Linked DNA regions of Mus musculus: all the other regions are linked to region 1. The links are chromatin contacts, called in public Hi-C and capture Hi-C maps. All regions are on one chromosome and are shown on one strand. The core of a region is the stretch at or near the end of the contact, and the rest is flanking DNA. Distances in the headings are between cores, read along the strand shown. Region 1 holds the start of Dxo (decapping exoribonuclease). Region 2 has its middle 6.8 kb from the start of BC051537. Region 3 holds the start of Tap2 (transporter 2, ATP-binding cassette, sub-family B (MDR/TAP)).

The links. Hi-C and Micro-C count contacts between places; a contact is called where the count stands out from the background. Capture Hi-C pulls out chosen DNA fragments and counts their contacts.
Region 2: a contact with region 1 is called in a Hi-C map of B cells, with 9 read pairs. The contact joins the enhancer-like site here to the promoter of Dxo in region 1. A contact is called at or near these places in 1 of 39 promoter capture datasets (hippocampal neurons), 2 of 484 Hi-C or Micro-C datasets (B cells and cortical neurons), 5 of 115 datasets of contacts at active chromatin or transcription factors (astrocytes, craniofacial prominence, embryonic forebrain and 2 more) and 2 of 9 other capture datasets (embryonic stem cells and liver).
Region 3: a contact with region 1 is called in a capture Hi-C map of embryonic stem cells, with 4 times the contacts expected there. The contact joins the promoter of Tap2 here to the promoter of Dxo in region 1. A contact is called at or near these places in 2 of 39 promoter capture datasets (hippocampal neurons and liver), 2 of 115 datasets of contacts at active chromatin or transcription factors (bone marrow-derived macrophages and large pre-B cells) and 3 of 9 other capture datasets (adipose tissue, embryonic stem cells and liver).

What each region holds. Positions count from the first base shown.
Region 1 is chr17:34,833,840-34,838,922 of GRCm38.p6, forward strand. Dxo (decapping exoribonuclease) reads left to right here and starts at 3,180. Exons shown (of 7, transcript NM_001163770.1): 1 at 3,180-3,377; 2 at 3,554-3,915; 3 at 4,062-4,297; 4 at 4,387-4,606; 5 at 4,709-4,844; 6 at 4,974-5,068. The coding sequence starts at 3,560. It overlaps Stk19 (serine/threonine kinase 19), which reads right to left and starts at 3,064. Exons shown (of 7, transcript NM_019442.3): 1 at 2,938-3,064; 2 at 2,591-2,727. The coding sequence starts at 3,037.
Region 2 is chr17:34,099,575-34,104,657 of GRCm38.p6, forward strand. No RefSeq gene overlaps it. Among named protein-coding and RNA genes, the nearest start is that of BC051537, 6.8 kb to the left of the region's middle. Within about 2 kb of position 2,382, at least 148 of the 459 cell types and tissues checked have an H3K27ac peak or open chromatin away from gene starts, as enhancers often do. A contact at or near this core is called in B cells and liver, where this site is marked.
Region 3 is chr17:34,202,186-34,207,268 of GRCm38.p6, forward strand. It overlaps Tap2 (transporter 2, ATP-binding cassette, sub-family B (MDR/TAP)), which reads left to right and starts at 2,294. Exons shown (of 12, transcript NM_011530.3): 1 at 2,294-2,438; 2 at 3,102-3,599; 3 at 3,685-3,799. The coding sequence starts at 3,110.

The DNA.
Region 1 (5,083 bases), core at 1,930-4,429:
AAAAATAAAGGGCTCACAGGAAGTAAAGCTCAGAAGACATGCAGCCCGGGCTGCACCTTTAATCCCACCAGGACAGCCACCAGGAGGAAAAAACTCCTCCCCAGGGAAGAGCAGAGGGTGTGGACACATCACAACACTTTGGACTGTTTTATTTAGCTTTTTGAGACAGGGTTCCTCTGTCTCCCACACCAGCCTCTAACTAGTAGGATCCCTCGGCCTCAGCCTTCTGAGTCCCAGAGTTACCTATCTGAGACGCAATGCCTGGCTAATAACAATTTATTTATTAGGCATTTTAGAAACAACGAAGAGGTGTTTTAAGGTTCTTGACATGGGTAAATGATAAATGATGGTAAAGACACTGATTCATAACTGGTCACTCCACGCTGTAAGCTCTCCCACTACACCTTAGCAAGATGTACGACTACATGAAGTTCAAACGACTTAAAATAATGCTGCTAATGCTGACGTGTTAAAAAAAAAAACAAGATGAGAAACTACTGGTAGGAAATTCTAAAAAGACATAGCAGGCTTAGGGCTGGTGGGATGTTTCAGTGGGTCAGGTGGCCTGCTGCTGAGCCCCAGGGCTTGAGTCAGCCCCTGAGATCCACGTGATGGGAGGAGGGAATTCAACCACACAATACCCTCTGACTTCTACACACACATGGTGGCATGTACACATGAACTTGCACATGCACACATATAATTTGGAAATAGAACATTAATAGGTAGCCCAAGCTGGCCTTAAGCTCACAGAGATCTGTCTGCCTTTACCTCTAGAGCAATGGGATTAAAGCCATATGGCAGTACACATGGCCAAAAATAATAATCAAATTTAAAATAATCATAAAAAAGATATAGGCTTAAATATGTCCCAGTCAGTCACCGTGGTGCATAGCTTTAATCTCAGCGCTCAGGAGGCAGAGGTAGGTGGGTCTCTATGAGTTCAAGGGTAGCCTGGTCTACAGACTGAGTTCCAGGTCATCTAGTGCTGCATAATAAGACCCATAAAAAGAAAAAAAAAAAAAAAAGTCCCAGTAGAGAATTTAAAACTGAGAAATGAAGACAATAAACTAAGACTTCAATGAGTGTGAAATACTTTAGTACAGCTGAATAAAAGACTATCGATCTGGGGTGGGAGCAATGCTCGGTGGCAGAGTAATTCCTGCTCTTGCAGAGCTCCCACATTCAGTTCCTAGCTCCCACATCTGGTGGCTCACAACCACCTGTAACTTGTACCTCCCCAGCTCCAGGGATCAAGTGCCATCTTCTGGCATCTGAGAGTGCAAACCCACATGTACACACACCCATGCTCACAAGCACATAGCCACAAGCAAATGAAATTAAGCTTTCTGAACAGATTATTAATCTAAGATGAAACTAAACAGTACAATTATAAAAGAAAGCCCAAAACTATTGAACATGGAAGTGTCTGAAGGGGTTCAAAGAGAAGATGTCTATGTAATTTCAGTGCCAGAAGAAAGCAATGAGAGAGGACAAGAGAAATTTCTTAGAGCTGGTGACAGGGCTGAGGAGGTGACTCTGCTGTCAAGTCTGCTGACCCAAGTTCAATCCTCCCCTCTCCAAAGAAAGAAGAGACTCCCTCTAGTTAACCTTCTGACTACTGTAAACCCCAGCATTAGGGAGATGAAAGCAGGAGAATATCAAGTTTAAGGCAGTCTGGGCTACAAATTAAGACCTTGTCTTAAAACAAAACTTGTGCAACTCTGAAAGCTTTTTGTTTAAAGAAAAAAAAAAAAACAGTTATAGAAAAGGAAGCACAGGGGCCATGGCCTGAGGAGGAGGTCAGAAGTCACCTGCAGGAATCAAGGTCAGAAACTCTGTAACAATATAAGGACAAAGCTAAGCAAGAAGGATCTGTGACAGCCTCTAAGGAGGAACTGCCCTAGTTAAAAGGAGCCCAGAGAGGTATGTAGCAGCAGAGAGCCGTTCACAGTGTTCTGACCTTCAACTCAGGCAGAGGTCTGAGAGTTCCTATAAAACAGAGACTGAAATCTGCCCACTGTGGATTTTTTTTGTGTGAAGAGACATGGCCCTGGCTTTCAATCGCCTTCTAAACTTGGCCACGAGGTTACATCACTCCTCTAGTCTCCCTAAGTATCTCATTTAGCCCCTATGCCTTGTGCACCACAGCCTAGAATGATCTGCAGCGTCATAGCCCACTGTCTCATACATCTATAATCTGCAACTCAGTGTACGCACATCAGGCAAGCAGCTACTCGGTGCCTCCCTCCTCTAGTCAATCCCCTAATCACTAACTGATCACTTGGGAAATCTGGGAATTAACACTAGACTCATCTCTCTCCTTCAGTCAATCTCTCTCACCGGTGACCTTCAGTACACCTTTGTCCGCGCTCACTAACCTTCTCTAACAGCCATCACCTGTCAGATGTGACATCTGCCTGCAGTTCCAAACCCCTGGGATTTGCTCTGCATTTGCCTTGGCCTAACGCCTGCTGACGGACGACTGAGTGTCTGAGCGACAGGGACTTGGCGAGTGCCCTCGAGGCTGCGGGTCGGAGGGCCGGGGCTGGTGGGGGGGGGACACGCCAAAGGTCTCCAAGGTGCTCACCAGTTGTAGGTCGGCCACCGTCCGGTCTGGCACCAGACTGTACACTTGGCTCCTCAGCGCGATGGGCGGCAGCGCATCCTCGAACAGCCCCCGGGGAAACAGCTTCACGAGCTCCTCGATGGCCTCGCGCGCCGAGCCTGTGGTGGAGCAAGCGCGTGGTCAGGTCCGGGTGGAGAGCGAGGGTGGAGACAGCGCGGAGGTTCGGACGCCCCAGCCCTCAGAGTCGCTGCCCAGCGCCTGGGTTGCCATGGTTACTACCCTAGGTCCTCCTCCTCCTCCTCCTCCTCCCCCCCCTCCTCCAAGGGTGGATACCCTCGGGCTTTCCGCGCCCAGGTTGCCATGGTTACCTGCTCTTGTTCTTAAAGGATCCGCTCTCACGGGCCCCGGCGCCCGCCTCCGCTTCACCCCAAAAGCCTCAGACGCCAGGAGCCGTCTCTTGCGATTCATAACCCGGATTTCAGGATTCCGGGAAAGGAGTCCCGAAGACCGCGTCTTCCGGCACAGAATAATGACGACGGGCCCTCTGGCTGGTCGTCTGAGTTTGATGACGAAGGCAGCCTCACTTCCGTCGCCCGCACCGCTGCTGATTGGCTCCCGACCAGAGCGCTCACTGGGGCGCGCCGAGGCGCGAGTGGCCCGCCTGGGTTCCCGCTCCGGTGCAGACGGACCTCGCCCACTCCGACGCTGAGGGCGGATGAGAGCGTCATCAGAAACAGCAACTCCGTGTTTGCATCCTTCTCCGGCTTCTGACGTGCGGCCCTGACGCCGTAGCCTCGAGGAGGTGGAGGTCGGTCAGGGTGGGGAGCTTTGAGGTAACCAAGTCTTAGCTTCAACCCCCAAACTCCTCAAGCTCGCCGCGTTCGTTGGTCCGTGGGTGGGAACGAGGCGCCCGGCTCCTGACACGCAGAGCCCAAACCTGGAAGCTCACTCGCTCCTTATCCACTGGAAACGCTTTCCTCGCAGGACCTCATGGAACCCAGAGGGACTAAGAGAAAAGCGGAGAAGACAGAGGTGGAAAAGCCTTTGCACAAACTCCCCCGGGCAGTCCCTTTACTGCGGACACAGCCCTCTCTGTACTCGGGACCCTTCCCGTTCTACCGGCGTCCATCCGAACTGGGCTGCTTCTCCCTGGACGCACAACGCCAGTACCATGGAGATGCCCGAGCCCTCCGCTACTACAGCCCCCCTCCCATCAACGGCCCAGGCCCGGACTTTGACCTCAGAGATGGATACCCTGACCGATACCAGCCCCGGGACGAGGAAGTCCAAGAGAGGTTGGACCATTTGCTGCGCTGGGTCCTGGAACACCGGAACCAGCTGGAGGGGTGAGCCCGGTGCAACGCAGAAGCTGACCTGGTGACCCGGCTTTCTCTTCTGAAGTTGGGAAAGCCAAATGGTCTTTAGTGGGGACTTTGAGTCAACAGAAGTAAAACTCGAGTCAGACCATAAACCCCGCATTCTTCCCTCCCAGGGGTCCCGGCTGGCTGGCAGGGGCCACGGTGACATGGAGAGGGCACCTGACAAAATTGCTGACCACGCCGTATGAGCGGCAGGAGGGCTGGCAGCTGGCAGCCTCCCGGTTCCAAGGGACACTGTACCTAAGTGAGGTGGAGACCCCGGCTGCTCGGGCCCAGAGGCTTGCACGGCCACCCCTCCTCCGGGAGCTCATGTACATGGGCTACAAATTTGAGCAGTACATGTGCGCAGGTGAGAGTCGTCGCAGCCGTGCGGTCCCTCTCCCCTTCCACAGAGGTCGAGATCCCCTTCCTCTGCTGCTGCCTTCTCTTCTTGTGCAGACAAACCCGGAGGCTCCCCAGACCCCTCTGGGGAAGTTAACACCAACGTGGCCTACTGCTCTGTGCTACGCAGCCGCCTGGGAAACCACCCTCTCCTGTTCTCCGGGGAGGTAGACTGCCTGAACCCCCAGGCTCCTTGCACACAGCCTCCCTCCTGCTACGTGGAGCTCAAGACATCCAAGGAGATGCACAGCCCTGGCCAGTGGAGGAGCTTTTACAGGTTCTGGCCGGGGCCGGGACTGACGGGGGGGGGGGTTGGGGGGGGGTTGGGGGGGGTTGGGGGGGGTGGAGGGTCCTGCTGACCCTTTGCCTCTCCCGTCAGACACAAGTTGCTGAAATGGTGGGCTCAGTCGTTCCTCCCGGGGGTCCCACATGTTGTTGCCGGCTTCCGGAACCCAGAAGGTTTCGTCTGTTCCTTAAAGACCTTTCCTACCATGGAGATGTTTGAAAATGTCAGGGTAAGGCAGGTGTCAGAGTGGCCATCTGTTTCCCCACCCCCTGTACCAAGTCCTCAGACCCAGTGCCCCTTTGCCACCTGCCTTTTCCTCTTTCCACCCCCAGTCTTCTGCCTCTTGTGCCCCCTCCAGAATGACCGAGAAGGCTGGAATCCCTCTGTGTGCATGAACTTCTGTGCTGCCTTCCTTAGCTTTGCCCAGAGCACAGTAGTCCAGGACGATCCCAGGTAAGGCCTTCATGT
Region 2 (5,083 bases), core at 1,132-3,631, 740 kb before region 1:
AAAGTCAAGAGTTTGGAAACATCTTTAAATCTTAAAGCTGGCTCAAACCACCCCAAGCTACTGTTAGCCCCTCACAGTTGGAACCTTTCTTTCTCATGGTTATTTAAAGGCTCCGTGTGTGCCTCAAAGTACACAAAGTTAATGAGGCCCCAGAGTACCCCCCCTTTTCTGGCCTTTGGCCAAAGTGCTTATTCCAGCAAGCTGAAGTTTATTCCAAGCAGGAGTGCTGTATCCAATCCCGCACGGTTCTTAGTTGCTGCTGTGTAGAGCCGCTCTTACAAGCAACACCTGTCAATAAAAAAAGCCTCTGGCCAATGATGGCCAAGGTGGGAAATAGGAGGTGGAATATTGGCAGGAAGAGAGACAGATTTCTGGGAGATAGAGGCACGAGAGATTCAAGGATAGACGCTGAGGAAGAAGTGTCCCGGACTGACGGAAAGGAGGCCAGAATACAGGAGACATTCGCCCAGGAACGCTGAGGAGATGGACAGACAGAAACCAGCATTGGATAAAGAGGAGATTTGCCCTGGGACTCGGAGGCGTGAAGCTGAGGAGAGGTAACTAACCATGTGGGAAACAGAATAGAAGAAAAGAGATAATAAGTTAGGAGCAAGTCAGAGAGCAAGCCGAAGTTTATGGCGTAGGCATTTATTAACAAATAATTAGCCTCAGAGTCCTCATTCTGGGAGCGGGGGCTGGGAGGAAACACTTGGATTTATTTTTCACATTGCCGTTTCCGGGATATGAGGCAGGAGGAGCCTTTGGTAAGAGGTGGTCCTGCAAAGGTGTAGCCGGCCTTGTCCCCTGTCTCCCCTGGGGCTCCTTGGGTGCAGGGGGTGGGGCAGCGGGTTCTTAAGACCTACAGACTGTAGTGCACTCTAGGCTAGGAGAATCCCCCTAGCTGCCTTGTGTTCCAGTACCCTTACCCATATTTGGGACAGCTGATGTAGTTAGTAGTTAGCAGGGGAAATTTGGGAGATTCAAAGCCAGAAGAGGAAGGGTCTCTGAGATGACATCACTGTTGCCTTGTGCCAGAAGCCTAAATCCAAGGAAAGATCAAGGAGAAGTGTTATTCTGCCTTACAGGCCCCCAGTCTCTTTCCTCACAACCACCATCACTTTATATAGGAGGAAAGGCCCATTCACATGACTTAGCTTTCAGACAGACAGCATGGCTGTCAAGCTCTGTGTGAGGGCTAGGTGCACCTATCCCCTGCACCCCTGCTACCCATAGCAAATGGAGTCACCATGACGGTAGGACACATAGCAGCAGTGCTGGCAAAGGCCCAGGATGTTTGTCCCTTCCTGAACGTGACTCCTGTTGGCAGGCTCAGCAGGAATGGATGGGAAGAAATGGGTGACATTGGAAACTGTCAGGTCCTGGAGTCACCAGGGAGATCTGAATGCACTTCCTTCATCCGTCTCATCTGTGATGTCCCCTTGTCAGACTTCTTAGAATAGCCACTAAGGCTGGCTCTGCCCCTCACATCCCTTCACCACATTTGGGACTCTGACTCGGGCAGTTTGGGATTTGGCTTCATCTTGTGGTTCAAGATCACTGTAGGTACTGACTGCCTTCAGTAGAGGTAATCCTGGTCTCAGAGACACCTCTTGGTATACCTGTTGCCTGAAAACTACCTGCCTACACCAGTCAGACCTAGTTTCCATCCTCCAACCCCCCTCTTTTTCAGACTTTTAGCATAGTCTGTTCCAGGTCCCCTCTTACACTCTGCCTGGAAACAGTCATCACAGCCTTCGTGTGTTCAGGATGTCATACCCACGAGGTGGTGTCTCATAGCCCCTCCTCAACCCCAGCCTCAGGCTCTTACCTTAGTCTTTCTGTCCCCGTTCCACCATGTCCCTTAGGCTTGGAGGGGGGGTAATATCAATGTCTCTCTTAGGGCTGAGCCATTAGCTGTCATTCGTTCCAGAACTTTGTCCAGTTAAGAGTATGTCCTGGCCATTGCCTACCATGAAAAGCATCTTCTCTGGCCACAGACGGGGCAGAACCAATCTGGCAACCTAAATGCAGTTTGAAAGCAGCTTTGCTCTAAGACCATTTAGCTGATGTTAGCAATAAATCCCCACCAGGGGGCGCTCGCGTGTGTAGCTCTAACTGTGAACTTGACACAGCATAGAATCAACCCACCAAGCCCGGGGACACAGGGCCATCCCAAGGCAGGTGGCCGCGCCTGTATATGAGAGCTGTGAGGCAGTAGGCAGCGTGCCTCTGTGGTTTCAGTTGGGAGCTCCAGTTTGAATTCCCGTTCTTACATCCCTCCATGACGGACAGTGGCCTTCAGGTACAAGCTGAAACAAAGTCTCTCCTCCCCAGGAGGCTTTTGATCACAACAGCAGGAAGAAAAGCAGAACAGGAACTGAGAGTGACGACAGTATCCGCCCTGTCTTGAGCGCTTCTCAGGGCTTCTTGGCCAGCAACACACAGGGAGAAAACCCACACTTGGCAATGGGATTTCGGCTTAGAGATCTATGGTTTCTGACGGGTGGCATTATTCATCTCTGCATGGTATAGCCAAGCCTTCAAAAATTAATTGTATCTTTTAGTTAGTTCATTAAGTGGTTGTATTATTATTATTATTATTATTAGTTTTGTTTTTCAGGACAGGGTTTCTCTGTGTAGCCCTGTTTGTCCTGGAACTCAATTTGTAGACCAGGCTGGCCTTGAACTCACAGAGATCTCCCTGCCTCTGCCTCCCGAGTGCTGGACTCACACCCCACCCATAAAGTCTTCTCATTTCCCTCATCCTCACTGCCATTCTCATCTCAACCTTTTTAGACCTATCACTCCCCCCTTTTCATATCACATGCAGTCCTCCTGCCCCTCTCCCCAGGAACACAGCCGGTGCCCACAGAGGACAGAGAACAGGTCAGATCCCCTGGGACTCCAATGACAGGTAGTTAGGAGTTGCCATATGGGTACTGGAAACTGAGTCCTAAGTTTATGGAAAAGCAGACAGTACTCTTAACTGCGGAACCATCTCTCCGGTCTCATAAATGTTTATTTTAATTGTATGTGCATATAAATACAAGTATAAACAAATATTAGAAAAGGCCAGAGGCATCAGACCCCTATGGAGCTAGAGTTATGAGCTGCTCTGTGTAGGTGCTGGGAATTACACTGGCAGCCATTGCAAGAGCAACGGATATTCGAGTACTATACCATGTCCTATTTATGAGTCCAAGATGAAGACTGGTTTGTTTTACTGAGACGGGGTCTCACTATGTATCTCTGGTTGGCCTGTAACTCTCCATCTAGACCATTCTAAGCTCTAATTCTGAGAAATTCCCCTGCTTCCACCTCCCATGTTCTGGTGTTAAAGGCGTGCAGGACCATTTCCAGATCAAATACAGTTCTTTAAAGTGTAGCACATCTTTACATCTTTATTGTTGGCATCCGTTGTAATGTTTCACTTTCACCTATGAGCCTACTAAACAGGGACTTTCCTTCCTTCTGTTTAATTTGGCTAACGGTTTGTCAACTTTGTTTATCTTTTTAAAGAACCAACTCTTGGTTGCTTTTTGTTTCGTTTTCATTCTCTTCATTTCTCTCCTGCGAATTTCCCTTCTACTGCCTTTGGATTAAGTTCACTCTTGTTTTCCTAATGTTTTAAGGTTCATGGTATCGCTTGGGACAGCTCTGCTTGGGACGGTTCTGCTTTTGTAGCGGGGGCAGAGTGGAAACCTTCCAATCAGGACAGCCTTCGTTTTTCTTTTTTCTATTCTAGTACTTTAATTTTTTTTCTTGATTTTTTTCAATGACCTACTCATCCAATCTCCAAGTTATTTTTTCTGTAGTTTTTCTTGTGGTTGATTCCTAGCTTCGTTCCAGAAAAGAATACAAATGGAAAACGGAGCAATTTACCTTTCTGTATGTGTGTAGACTTTCTTCTTTAGAGTAAGTCCTGTGGCCAGCTGAAAAGACTGAGTTCTGTGCTGTTTGGGTGGAGTGTTCTGTAGATGTCCTTCAACGCCTTTGCCTGGATGACCTGCCCCTTGTTGCCAGTGGGGTATTTATGTCACCCACTGTTTCACTTTTTATTTGGTAGTATTTGTTCTAGGAAACCGAGGGTACTGCTGGTTTTTCACACTTAGAGTTGGAATGCCAGCTTGAGGGATGGTTTCTAGCATCAGCATGGCGTGATCCTCCTCATTCCTTCTGATGGGTTTAGTCTGGAGCCTGTTTGGTCAGATATTGGAACAGGAACTCCGTTGCTTGTTGCTTGGGATTCCTATGCCCACCTTTCCTGCTTGATGCTCCAGTGTGATCCTTGTATGCAGCAAAAGGGAAGCTCCTGTGCTCTGAGCCGCTCTGCTGGTCTGTGTCTTTTGGATGGTGGACAGAGACCACTAAGATCCAGTTATTTAAAGGTGTGTGCTAATTGTCAATTTGCTGGGTTTTGTAGTGTGTGGTGTTTTCCCAATCCCCAATTATTGCTGTTAAGGTGTCTCATTTTTTAAAAAAAAATTTATTTTATTCTTTACATACATTACATCCTGTACTGGCTGGTTTTGTGTGTCAACTTGACACGGCTGGAGTTATCACAGAGAAAGGAGCTTCAGTTGAGGAAATGCCTCCATGAGATCCAACTGTAAGGCATTTTCTCAATTAGTGATCAAGGGGGAAAGGCCCCTTGTGGGTGGGACCATCTCTGGGCTGGTAGTCTTGGTTCTATAAGTGAGCAGGCTGAGCAAGCCAGGGGAAGCAAGGCAGTAAAGAACATCCCTCCATGGCCTCTGCATCAGCTCCTGCTTTCTGACCTGCTTGAGTTCCAGTCCTGACGTCCTTGGTGATGAACAGCAGTATGGAAGTGTAAGCCGAATAAACCCTTTCCTCCCCAACTTGCTTCTTGGTCATGATGTTTGTGCAGGAATAGAAACCCTGACTAAGACACATCCCAACCAAAGTTTCCCCTGCCTCCACTCTCCCACCAACCCCAAATCTATTAATCCCTGATACCAAACATGGCGTAACAAGTTACAATAAGACTAGGCACAAGCCCTCCTATCAGGGCTGAGCAAGGCAACTCGGTATGAGGAAAAGGATCCCTAAAAAGTCAGAGATG
Region 3 (5,083 bases), core at 1,044-3,543, 630 kb before region 1:
ACTCAGGACAGGAGTGCTCAGGGCAGGAGTACTCAGTGCAGGAGTGCTCAGTGCAGGAGTACTCAGCACAGGAGTGCTCAGTGCAGGAGTGCTTGGTGCAGGAGTGCTCAACATAGGAGTACACAACACAGGCATGCTCAGGACAGGCATGCTCAGGGTAGGAGTACTCAGGACAGGAGTGCTCAGGGCAGGAGTACTCAGGGCAGAAATGCTCAGCACAGGAGTACTCAGCACAGGAGTGCTCAGGGCAGGAGTACTCAGGACAGGAGTGCTCAGGGCAGGAGTACTCAGTGCAGGAGTGCTCAGTGCAGGAGTACTCAGCACAGGAGTGCTCAGTGCAGGAGTGCTTGGTGCAGGAGTGCTCAACATAGGAGTACACAACACAGGCATGCTCAGGACAGGCATGCTCAGGGTAGGAGTACTCAGGACAGGAGTGCTCAGGGCAGGAGTACTCAGGGCAGAAATGCTCAGCACAGGAGTACTCAGCACAGGAGTGCTCAGGGCAGGAGTACTCAGTGCAGGAGTGCTCAGTGCAGGAGTGCTTGGTGCAGGAGTGCTCAACATAGGAGTACACAACACAGGCATGCTCAGGACAGGCATGCTCAGGGCAGGGGTACTCAGGACAGGAGTGCTCAGGGCAGGATTACTCAGCACAGGAGTGCTCAGTGCAGGAATACTTGGTGCAGGAGTGCTCAGCTCAGGAGTGTTCAGGACAGGAGTGCTCAGGATAGGAGTGCTCAGGTCAGGAATGCTCAGCGCAGGAGTACTCAGCACATGCATGCTCAGGGCAGGAGTACTCAACACAGGCATGCTCAAGACAGGAGTGCTCAGGGCAGGAGTACTCAGGACAAGAGTGCTCAGAGCAGGAGTACTCAGGACAGGAGTGCTCAGGGCAGGAGTGTTCAGGGCACAGCACAGGAGTACTCAGCACAGTGCTCAGTGCAGGCATGCTCAGTGCAGGAGTACTCAGGACAAGAGTACTCAGTACAGAGTGTTTGGTGTAGGAGTGCTGAGTGCAGGAGTGCTCAGTGTAGCAGTGCTCAGTGCAGGAGTGCTCAGGGCAGGAGAGTTCAGCGCATGAGTGCTCCGTGCAGGAGTGGTCAAGAGCCAGGTCAGGGGTTAGAGGACTCTGAGATCCAGACAGCCAGATGGGAGCCTTCTCCACCTGGGGTAGCCCTAAAGTCCAGAGAGATAGGCATAGCCATGTAGGCCTGCTTTAAGGCCACCCCCAGCCCCCCCCCCGCCCTCAACATTTGACCTTCAAGTGACTCATGGGTAGTCACACCAGCATGTCTAAGGGGATTTTTTTTCCTTTATAGGTAGTTTCAGCCCGCAGAGTCATTTCTCCTTGTAGTGCCCTGGTGGTGGGGTGTGGTGATGAGCAGCATGGTTGATTTTCATGTCTGAGAATGGAACCTGGTGCCTCACCATGCTCTGTGAGGGCTCTTCCCTGGAGCCCAGAAGGGTGATTTCCGCAATGAACTGGGCTCTGGGGAGGAGGCCGGGTTCCCTCTTTGATGGTGTTAGCCTACAGCCTACTCTGACTACCTCACAAGCAGCAGGCCCTGGCACTGACCCAGGGCCCTCACTGCAAGTGCGGTGTGCTGCGAAGAAAGTCTGAGGACAAAGGGCCAGAGCCTCTGGGTTCAAAATCTGTGAAAGGGAACCTTTGGCCTGCTGATAGGAGCTGAGGCCTTCTTGTAAGCCCTAGTTTTACCCCAGACCCCAACTCTTGAGCTTACCTGGAAAAACAAACAAGCCCTCAAGCCTCTCTTCTCTTCCACCCTCCGTCCTTCTCTCTCCTCTCTTCCTTTTTCCAAAGGTGGGACACCTGTGTGGTCTGCTGACTGGGAGGGACCTGAAGTCACTCCCTCCTCCATTTTCCTCCCTCCCCTTCCTTCCGTCCACGACCATTCTCTTCCCTCGCCTTTCTCCTTCTCCTATGCTCTTTTCTGCCCTTTACTCCTCCTCCTCTTTCCCCTTCCTCAAACCTACTGGCAGCGAACCCTGGGCTCAGGCAAGTTTTCTCAACATCTGAACTATAGTCCCAGTTTAACCGGCGCTTCTTAAAACATGCTCGGAGGTCGGAGAAATGCAGGGTTTTTTCGTTTTTTTTTTTTGTTTGTTTTGTTTTTTTTTGTTTTTGTTTTTGTTTTTTTTTCCTTTTCAAAGCATCTCAGACCCTCAAGAGTTTTGCTAGTAGCGGCCTTGGAGGGCGAGCCTTTTTGGGAACCTGGGGCGCTCAACCCACCCGCAAATTGACAGGCGCCATCTGCTGGCGGCTGTGCGCAGCACCGCGACCACGGCAGTGAAGTGAAAGCGAAAGCCGCGGGACCCAGGCGCGCTCCCCGCGAGGGCGTCGCTGCGCACCCAGGAGATCCAGTTTGAGAAGAAGCAGATTCCAGAAGCTCTCCTGAGCTGCCGCTCCGCAGCCGCAGGTGAGTTCTTTTGGATAGAACCCGAGAGTTAGCAGGAGTGCGGCCCATTCCCAAACCCTTGGCGTCATCATCCGGTTCCCCACTCCTCGTCCCCTGTCTTGGGTCTTCTGCCGCTTACTCCCTGCCCCGTGTCCTCTGCTCCGTGCCCCTGCCCCACCCAGTGTCCCAGGTCCCCTGTCCCTCACCCCTTGCCCAAGGTCCTCTGCCCCACCCCCTTGCCCTGCGTCCCCGGTCTTCCGTCGGGCGCCGCCGGCCCAGCGCCCCTACTCAGAACCTTCTGTCCCAAGCCATCTAAGGCTACCGAACCCACCCGCATCCCGCCCCTGCACCGGGTCTCCTGGCTCTTAAAGACCCGAGGAATGGGGGCAGTGTGTCTTCTTGGGCTAACACCAACAAACTTCAGGGAGATGGATGTGGTGGCAGCAGACCGCCCCCTCCCCCACCCCCACCCCCGTGCTGTGTGTCTGAGTGTCTGTGTGTCTGTGTGACTGTGTGTGAGAATAATGCAGCCTTCCCAGCTCCGTCAGACAGTCAGTCCTAGGAGAGACTTATCTAGGAGGGGGTCTTTCCGGTGAACAAGAAGCCTCAGGGTGGATTTGGGGCAGGAGGCTCGTAACCAGGGTTGGAACTCCACAGACCTCATTTCTCCCTTTCTTTCCGCAGAACCCACCATGGCGCTGTCCTACCTGAGGCCCTGGGTCTCTCTGCTGCTGGCGGACATGGCTTTACTTGGGTTGCTACAAGGATCTCTGGGAAATCTGCTTCCCCAGGGGCTGCCAGGACTCTGGATAGAGGGCACCCTGCGACTTGGAGTGCTGTGGGGACTGCTAAAAGTGGGAGAGCTGCTGGGACTTGTGGGGACCCTTCTGCCCTTGCTCTGCCTTGCCACTCCCCTGTTTTTCTCGCTAAGAGCTCTGGTGGGAGGCACCGCGAGCACCTCAGTAGTCCGAGTGGCTTCTGCCTCTTGGGGCTGGCTGCTGGCTGGCTATGGGGCTGTTGCGCTGAGCTGGGCCGTGTGGGCTGTGCTGAGCCCGGCTGGAGTCCAGGAGAAGGAACCAGGCCAGGAGAACAGAACACTGATGAAGCGGTTGCTGAAGCTGTCCAGGCCGGACCTGCCTTTCCTCATAGCTGCCTTCTTCTTCCTTGTGGTGGCTGTGTGGGGTGAGAGGAAGAGACCACTGTGAGAGGGAGGTGGGAGAAGGGCCTTGCCAGGGCACAGCCTCCTTATCTTTCTTGCCTCTTTCAGGGGAGACATTAATCCCTCGCTATTCGGGTCGTGTAATTGACATCCTGGGAGGTGATTTCGACCCCGACGCCTTTGCAAGCGCCATCTTTTTCATGTGCCTGTTCTCTGTTGGGAGGTGAGAGATGATTGGCTTCAGGTCCCTGTAGTAGATGCGACTGGACAGGAACTGACTTTGCACAAGGCACAAATTATGTATACAGAGTTCTGCCTGCATGTACACCTACAGGCCAGAAGTGGGCACCATATCCCAGTATAGATGACGGTGAGCCACCAGGAGGTCTCTGGGAATTAAACTCAGGACCTATAGGAAGAGCAGCCAGTGCTCTTAACTTTTGAGTCATCTCTCCAGCCTGCCTTTGACTCTTTTTATCCGGACCCAGGAGCCTGCAATCTCAAGTAAACAAATAAAAATGGGGCTGCTTGGCTGGGCTTTGACTAGGATAAGAGGACCCAGATACAGAGAGTGCAGGATCTCTCTCTCTCCCTAGTCTTTCATTAGGCCTCCATTCTAGTTTTGCTGGTTTTGTTTCGTCTTTTCTCTTGTGGACTCCTTATGGACTCCTTGTGGACTCCCGACTCAGGCTTTATGTCTCTTAGGTATCCCTGTAGCTTTGACTATTGTGGTTCATACTGATCTCTTTCTGCAATTAGCATCTATGAACCTCCCTTCTACCTTTGGATCTACTCTGTCTTCTTTGGAGGATTTTCCTGTTGTAGATCCTTAGGTGTGGCCCGTTCTCAGGTATGTCCTTTTCTAAACTATGCACTGTCTTTCTTTTGTGGTCAAGGGTAGGCATGTGCACTAGAGGCCCAAGGACAGCTTGCTGGAGTCAGCCCTGTCCTTCCACTGTGTGGGGTGCAGAGATGGAACTCACACACGGTGGCAAGTGCCTTTATCACCTGAGATGCACCACACAGTGCACTTTGATTTCTTAAAAATATTCTTCCTTCGGTGGAGGGAGCAACAGTGTCAATTGGCCAGACCAGACCACCCCCCCCCCCAGCTCCTGGGCACTGGACCACCAATCAAAGAATACCCATGGCTCCGGCCGCATATGTGGCAGAGGATAGCCTTGTTGGACATCAGTAGGAGGAGAGGCCCTTGGACCTGAGGGTGTTCAATGCCCCAGTGTAGGGGAATGCCAGGAAGGGAAAGACAGGAGTGGGTGGGTGGGGGAGCACCCTCATAGAGGCAGGGGGACGGGGGATGAGATGGGGGGTTCTGAAGGGGAGACCTGGGAATGTAAATAAAAAAAAATCCACTAAAAAAAGAAGCAAAAGAAAGAAAGAACAAGAAGAAAAGAGAGAGAGAGAAAAAAGGAAAGACAAAAACAAAACAAAACAAAACAAAACAAAACAAAACAAAACAAAAAAGCCGGGCAGTGGTGGTGCACACCTT